2 separate regions of the Mus musculus genome follow, and region 1 is linked to region 2. Evidence: chromatin contacts called from public HiChIP or PLAC-seq data. All regions are on one chromosome and are shown on one strand. The core of a region is the stretch at or near the end of the contact, and the rest is flanking DNA. Distances in the headings are between cores, read along the strand shown. Region 1 overlaps Tgm3 (transglutaminase 3, E polypeptide). Region 2 has its middle 41 kb from the start of Sirpa.

Evidence for each region. HiChIP or PLAC-seq counts read pairs in DNA pulled down with a chosen protein or histone mark.
Region 1: a contact with region 2 is called in an H3K27ac HiChIP or PLAC-seq map of acute myeloid leukemia, with 4 times the contacts expected there. The contact joins two enhancer-like sites. A contact is called at or near these places in 1 of 484 Hi-C or Micro-C datasets (epidermal suprabasal cells), 1 of 115 datasets of contacts at active chromatin or transcription factors (acute myeloid leukemia) and 1 of 9 other capture datasets (embryonic stem cells).

Annotation. Positions count from the first base shown.
Region 1 is chr2:130,039,266-130,042,427 of GRCm38.p6, forward strand. Tgm3 (transglutaminase 3, E polypeptide) reads left to right here. Exons shown (of 13, transcript NM_009374.3): 10 at 2,492-2,800. Among named protein-coding and RNA genes, the nearest start is that of Mir6339, 24 kb to the left of the region's middle. Within about 2 kb of position 1,431, at least 28 of the 459 cell types and tissues checked have an H3K27ac peak or open chromatin away from gene starts, as enhancers often do. A contact at or near this core is called in acute myeloid leukemia and epidermal suprabasal cells, where this site is marked.
Region 2 is chr2:129,632,325-129,635,472 of GRCm38.p6, forward strand. No RefSeq gene overlaps it. Among named protein-coding and RNA genes, the nearest start is that of Sirpa, 41 kb to the left of the region's middle. Within about 2 kb of position 1,282, at least 153 of the 459 cell types and tissues checked have an H3K27ac peak or open chromatin away from gene starts, as enhancers often do. A contact at or near this core is called in acute myeloid leukemia and epidermal suprabasal cells, where this site is marked.

The sequences.
Region 1 (3,162 bases), core at 181-2,680, 410 kb after region 2:
GTTGCTCTAGCAGGCCATGGCTACTCTCCAATGGACTCATACTTTGCTCTTTCTAAAATACTTGGGGAAAGTTGACTCAAGACTCAAATGATCCTCACAGAAATTTCTAGGAAGTGGTAGAGGGAAGGGTGAAAGAAAAGTGTGCTTCTAAAAATCAGACCGAATCTCCGACAACTGCTGACTATTGGTCAGTGTTCAAAGGAGAAAACTGTCTCTTGAAGGTGGAGTCTAACTCTGAGACCAGAGGTGTCCACTCTAGGTACCAGTGGATGGACACTTTGTGGTCTGTAAACACTGTTGAAATTCTCTGAAATAGAAATACACTTGTTTGAGAATGGTAGAACATTGGAAAGAGATCATGCCTGCTGTAATAAACTATCTGACAACTTTCACAGTCTGAGTGCCTACTCCAGGTACCCTGTAGATAAATCTCAGCAGATGGTGTCACTGGCGAGGCAGGTGCCAGGCTGGTAATTTCAATAGCATGGTGTAAGACAAGCATGGGGAACAGGAAACAATCCAGGACAGAAGGAGACTCTCATCCTACCTACCACTTATAACAGGCTTTGTATTATCTCTGATTTTCTTGTTCCCCGGCCAACCAAACAAGAATAGCAGTGTCTCTCTTGGGTTGGATTCCAATACAAAAATGCACACAGAGTAGAGTGTTTGGCACACAGTAAGGACTTAATGACTAGGATGGTGAGCTCCATCCATTTGGATACCTTCCCTTACCTTCCCTGGAATAACACCTTTCCACAGATTCTTTTGTTTATGTACTGCTGCTCTCCTGGCTGTATGAGCCTGTGACTTTCCCTACTACTCTCACATATTGATCCTGTGACTCTGAAGTCCTAGAAACCTTCTAAGCAATGGAGGGAAGCCTAGTAGGAAGCTCCCTCCAGGACTCTTGGCAGGACCTCTGCTCATGCGTGACAGCAGGATGGAACAGCTATCTGACGTTACCTACATCTTCTTGCCTAATAATGCCAGTTGGTCTCAGAGAGCCCCAGGCAGGAAAAGCTCATAAAAATGGGTTGCTAAGCATTTGCACAATAGCAATACTGCGGTGAGAAAACAGCAGCAGGAAGCATAGTCTTGAGTAAGCTCAGCAGGTGACCTATATAGGCTCTGGAACCTCCTTGTCCAAAGCCTGCTTCGGGGACTCACGCAAAGAGGCTCAGAGGCTCAGTAGAGCCTTCAGCTTTGGGTGTGGACTGACAGCTCAGTCAGAGAGGATGGAAGGGCAGTCAGAGGAACCTGACCCTCCGGGAGCTCTCAAGCTGGGTAATCTAGCCTCTTGCTTTCAGCAGGGTGGGTACAAGGGAGGAGCCTTAGACCAGGCTCCAGATCTCTGGAGATGAGTCCCTCCCTTTCTTCATCTAAATCCCAGAGTAGCCCAAACCAGTAGCTTCCCTTAGATTGCATGAGCCTCTGAAGTCCCTGCCAGGGAATTTACATAATTCATGGAAAGGACTCACTGACTTGGAGAGGACTTATCTTAAGCCTTCTGGTTTACTTTGAAACTTTCACAAGTTGGTTTTAGGAAAGCCTAAGGATCCATACATGCCAACATGGTCACTCTTCTGTCCTCTTGGGAGGCCAAGACCTTCTGCTGTATGGTACATGTGTCTGCAGGTCAAGGCCAGGAGCAGCCGGTGAACTGCTTAGTCAGCCTGAGCTTGGAGTTGTTTGCTCTGTTCCCAGTGTGCCGAGCCTTTAGGGTGTCACCAGTGCTGTCCTCTCACTACTTCTGCTGCCATAGTCAGCAGCACCTATAGAGTCAGGGAATGCACCCTTTGTTTGAGCCCTTGTGGTTTTTGAGACTCCAAACATCTCAGCAATTCAAACTAGCCATGACTTAGAACCTCATCAGCCTCAGGATGTTCTTGCTGACTTGCACAGACAAAAGTGTCACTTGCTGACTCTCAAAGTGCCTCTAGACACAGCCTGGGGAACGTGGGGACGGGATTTGGAGTTCTTCCTCCTGAGTCTGGCTTTGCTTATGGATTCATTCTCAATTCTCTCCATTCAGTTTTGTTGTCTGCTTTTAAATGATCGGTTTGTTCTTCAAGTCTCAGGAAAAGACCTTCCAGTCAAAGAACGAGAAAGGAAGTGAGAAAGAGATGGAAGGAAGGAGGGAGGAAGGGAGGTAGAAAATGAAAAAAAAAACTAACTTAAAACAAGGAAATAATGAAGCCCCATAGTAATGTTTGCAGAAACTGACCTAGCTTTCTCAGTGGCTTCCCAAGGGTATAGACTTGATTGAAAAGGGACCACAGCCCAGCTGGCCTGGAAGCCTTATACTAAGAAGGGTTAATGGAGACCTGACAAGATTAGACCCTTGCTGGGAGCATTTTGGACAGGTAGAAGTAGTGTCAATGTTAGATCTAGGCCACTTTCCAGGCGGGTCGCACTGTCCATTGTCTGAATTGCAGCTATATCTCTGAGGTACCCTTGTTTAGTTTTTGTTTCCCTCGCCAATGCACAGGTTCCAGTGAGGAAAGACAAGTGCACCAAAAGGCTTTGGACAAACTCAAACCTAACGCATCTTTCGGCGCAACATCTTCGAGGAATCCAGAAGGGGAAGACAAGGAGCCCAGCATTTCTGGGAAGTTCAAGGTCACGGGGATACTGGCAGTAGGCAAAGAAGTCAGTCTGTCCCTGATGCTCAAAAACATGACTAATGACAGGAAGACAGTGACGATGAACATGACAGCCTGGACCATCGTCTACAATGGTACCCTTGTCCACGAAGTGTGGAAGGACTCAGCCACAATATCCTTGGATCCTGAAGAAGGTAACTGACTCATCCTGTAGTTGGTGGGACTCAATCAATCTAGGGCCCAAAAGAGTTGCTCACTGATGGGATCCTACTGCTTCCCGTGAGTCGGTTGACTGTGGGCAGAGTAGTGAACAGCCTCCATGGGTAAAGCCTTAGTTCTGATGTTCTGGAAGCTGCTGTCTTATGAGCAAGGACAGTCACTGTGGTGGTAACTCCATGTTTGTTGTGCCCTGGCAAAGGAAGAAGGGAGGCTTCAGCAGTTCATAGCCACATCACAGTGCCCTGTACAGGTTTATGCCACCCTGCATGATTTTCAGATTGAATGTAACCTCATCTGACCTTCTTTAAAAAGGGGTGATTTCAAGCCTCATGTTATA
Region 2 (3,148 bases), core at 32-2,531:
AGGCTTCAAAACATTCTGTGTAACTTGGTCTACGCTAGGTTTTACAGAAGTTCTGTTCCCTTGGCTCAGACAGAGTCATGGTTGCATCGGTTGTGCTGAAAATTCAGACAGACTTTCTCTACTACTTCAGTGTTGTGGGGGATTTGGACAGTTCACCCACCCGCTCGCTACCTCCGGGACCTTGGCTGTACAATAGGGTTTAATTGTGCCCCTCCCAAGGTTCCCTGGGGATTAAAGAAAGGATCACCCCGTGCTGCATGCAGGTCTGCATTGAGTGTTGAGCTGTGCCTCTCTACCTGCCCAATGGGGCTGATGACCATGGCATAGGCTTTCCATGGCTACAGTAAAGCACTGTGACCAAAAGTGAGTCGGGGAGGAAAGGGTTTATTTTGTTGACATTTACACAACATCACTACACAACATCACAGTTCATCATAGAAGGACAAGAACTAATGCTGAGGCCATAGAGGAGTTATCCTGTAGCTTGGTGTTCCTTTAACCAGACCCGGACACTCCCCACCCCAGAAATTCGTACTCCCCCTTTAGTGTTCAGTCCCTAGACTGAGGGAGGCTTTAGCACACCTTGTGTGCTGGCTCTTTGTCACCATGACCAAACACCTGAAAGAATAATAACTTAAGGCTCTAGGTTTTAGAGATTTCTATCTGTGGTTAGCTGGCTCCATTCCTATGGGCCTGTGGCAAGACAGAACATGGCAGTCGGGGAGGAACATGTCATCAAAGGTCCCTTACCAGGAAGAAGGGTGGTAGGTCAGGGAACACTCTTCAAATACATGCCTCCAGTTACATGCTTTCTCCACCCAGGCCCCACCTCGCTGCTCCCACCACCTCCCACTAATGCCATCAAGTTATGAAACTCAGTGGAAGAGCCTGTTGATTAGGCCATAGTCCTCGTGGTCCGTCACTCTCCAGTGATTCCATCAGCCAACTGGAGGCCAGGCTTTCAACATATAAGTCGTCTGGAGAGACAAGTCATCTAAGGGATACAATGTGCCTGAGAGTCTTGTGATCTCTTGCATTCTTCAGTTCATGGAAACTTGGCAGAGATGGGTGCTGTGATGTCCATTTCACAGACAAGGAAATGAGGCTCAGAGAGGCAAAGACAAACTCCAGATCGTTGAGTTAATAACTATTTCTCAAGTTCCTGCTTGGAAGCAGGCCTTCTACAAAATTCTGAGAATGCAGTGGTGACGAAGGATGGGCCACACCCATATGAGCTCATGGAGTGGGAGGAAGTGAGAGCGGCTGCCAGTCCGAACAGCAGTGCTGAGCCTGCCCATGGCTGCTTACAGAATGAGAACATCAGTCAGGGAACAAGGGTCCCCTGCAGGAGGGCAGGCCCTGCTGCCAAGAGGAAATGGGTGCCCTCGGGCTTTTAAGAAAGGAATGTGAGAGGAAAAAAGTCAAAGTTTGAGATAGGGAATGTTAACATTTCCTAAGGTGATAAACCAGACCTAGAGAGGCAAAACTTACAAATTGGAAACATATCATAGTTTTATAAAATCTGGACCTTAATCAAGCAGCATAAACAAGCTCGGGTGTATTTCATGTCAGGACTGAGTTATCCTTTAGTAATGCTTTAAACAGTGCTCCACTGTTGGAATGAGAAGAAACACTCCCTCCTTTTGCCTTACTTCTGAGTTTAGGATACCTTTTTCTTATCAGATGGAAATACGAGGGCTTTGCTAAGCCTGCATGAGGTGAAGCAGCTTCCCAGATAGGAAACCCCCAAGCTGAGGTCTAAATATTGAGTAAGGATGAGTCAGGTTGTGCAGGGGAGCCAGACTGAGGCAGAGACCAGCCTTCCCTGCAGGTCCTGGCCCTTATCAGAGCTGCACTCCCTTCCAAATTACTCTCCATCAGCCTCCCGACAGATTCAAAAATGGGTCCCCGGCTCTTTGTGCTTCTAAGCTCTGTCCAGAACACTCACTTTCTACTTGCCCTCCAATCTGGAGACTGGGCCTAGTTCATTTGTTATACATGCTACAGCTGTCTCACAATTCTCTGGAACCTCTATCACAGTTTGTAATTACACATAGACCTTGTGTTGGTTGATTCACATCCCTCTTCTGTAGTACCCTGGGTGCTGCCTGATAGTAGGTAGAGTAGTGGAGTATGTTCCTTGACGTAATTCCCATGACCAGCCCCTAGAAAGCATCCAGCAAATGTTTGTTTGAGAGGCGGGAGAATGGGTAGAAGAGTGGGAGGGTGGAGGATGAGCAGATGGGTGAGTTAATGATGGGTAGATAGATTGTTAGATAAAAGAATGGTTGGGGAAGTGGATGCATGTATACATGTAGTATGTATTCATGTATGTATGTATGTATGTATGTATGTATGTATGTATGTATGTATGTATGAGAAGAAAACCCAAGAAGGAAGAAAAAGAACTTACTTTGAAGCCTGCTTGATATCTTAGGAACACTAAGCTCCCTAACTGCCAGGTTAGAAGTTAGATTTAATCACTAGTCCCCTGACTTTTTCCATTGAGTTTATCTGTCATTTGTCATGGTCCTGGGTACATTATCCCAACTGGCAAGGAGCCAGTGATACTTGTCTAAGCCCTGGGTTCCTCTTCTTGGGAAGCTAGGGCTATTCATAGAAAACAGGATGAAAGAACACAACCATAGTCAAATAAACTCAGGAAACATTTTAGAGAGCATGAAGGTAAATATTTGAGTTGATATTTTAAACATGATACTAAATACAAGACATATTGTTGGGATGGAATAGATAACCTAACAGTTAAGGGCACTTGGTCTTCCATAGGACACAGGTTCAATTCCCAGCCATCAGTAACTCCAGTCCTAGGGGATTTAATGCCTTCTTCCTACCTCCATGGGAACTAAGCATGAATTTAGTGTGCATACACACATACAGAAAAGATAGTCACACACAACAAATAAATAGATAATAGGTTTTAAAGAAAGAAATTAATAAAATAAGATTTTTCACTTTGCTAACACCATAGACAAAAGTCCAAATGGTCAAAAAAAAATTAGATGTAAGAGCTGACACTATAGAGCTCATGAAAGAAAACATAGGAGGGAGGCTCAATGACTCTGAATGTAACAATGACATTTTTTGATATAATACAAAGCTCCAGACAACAAAAGAGTAAAGCCATAAT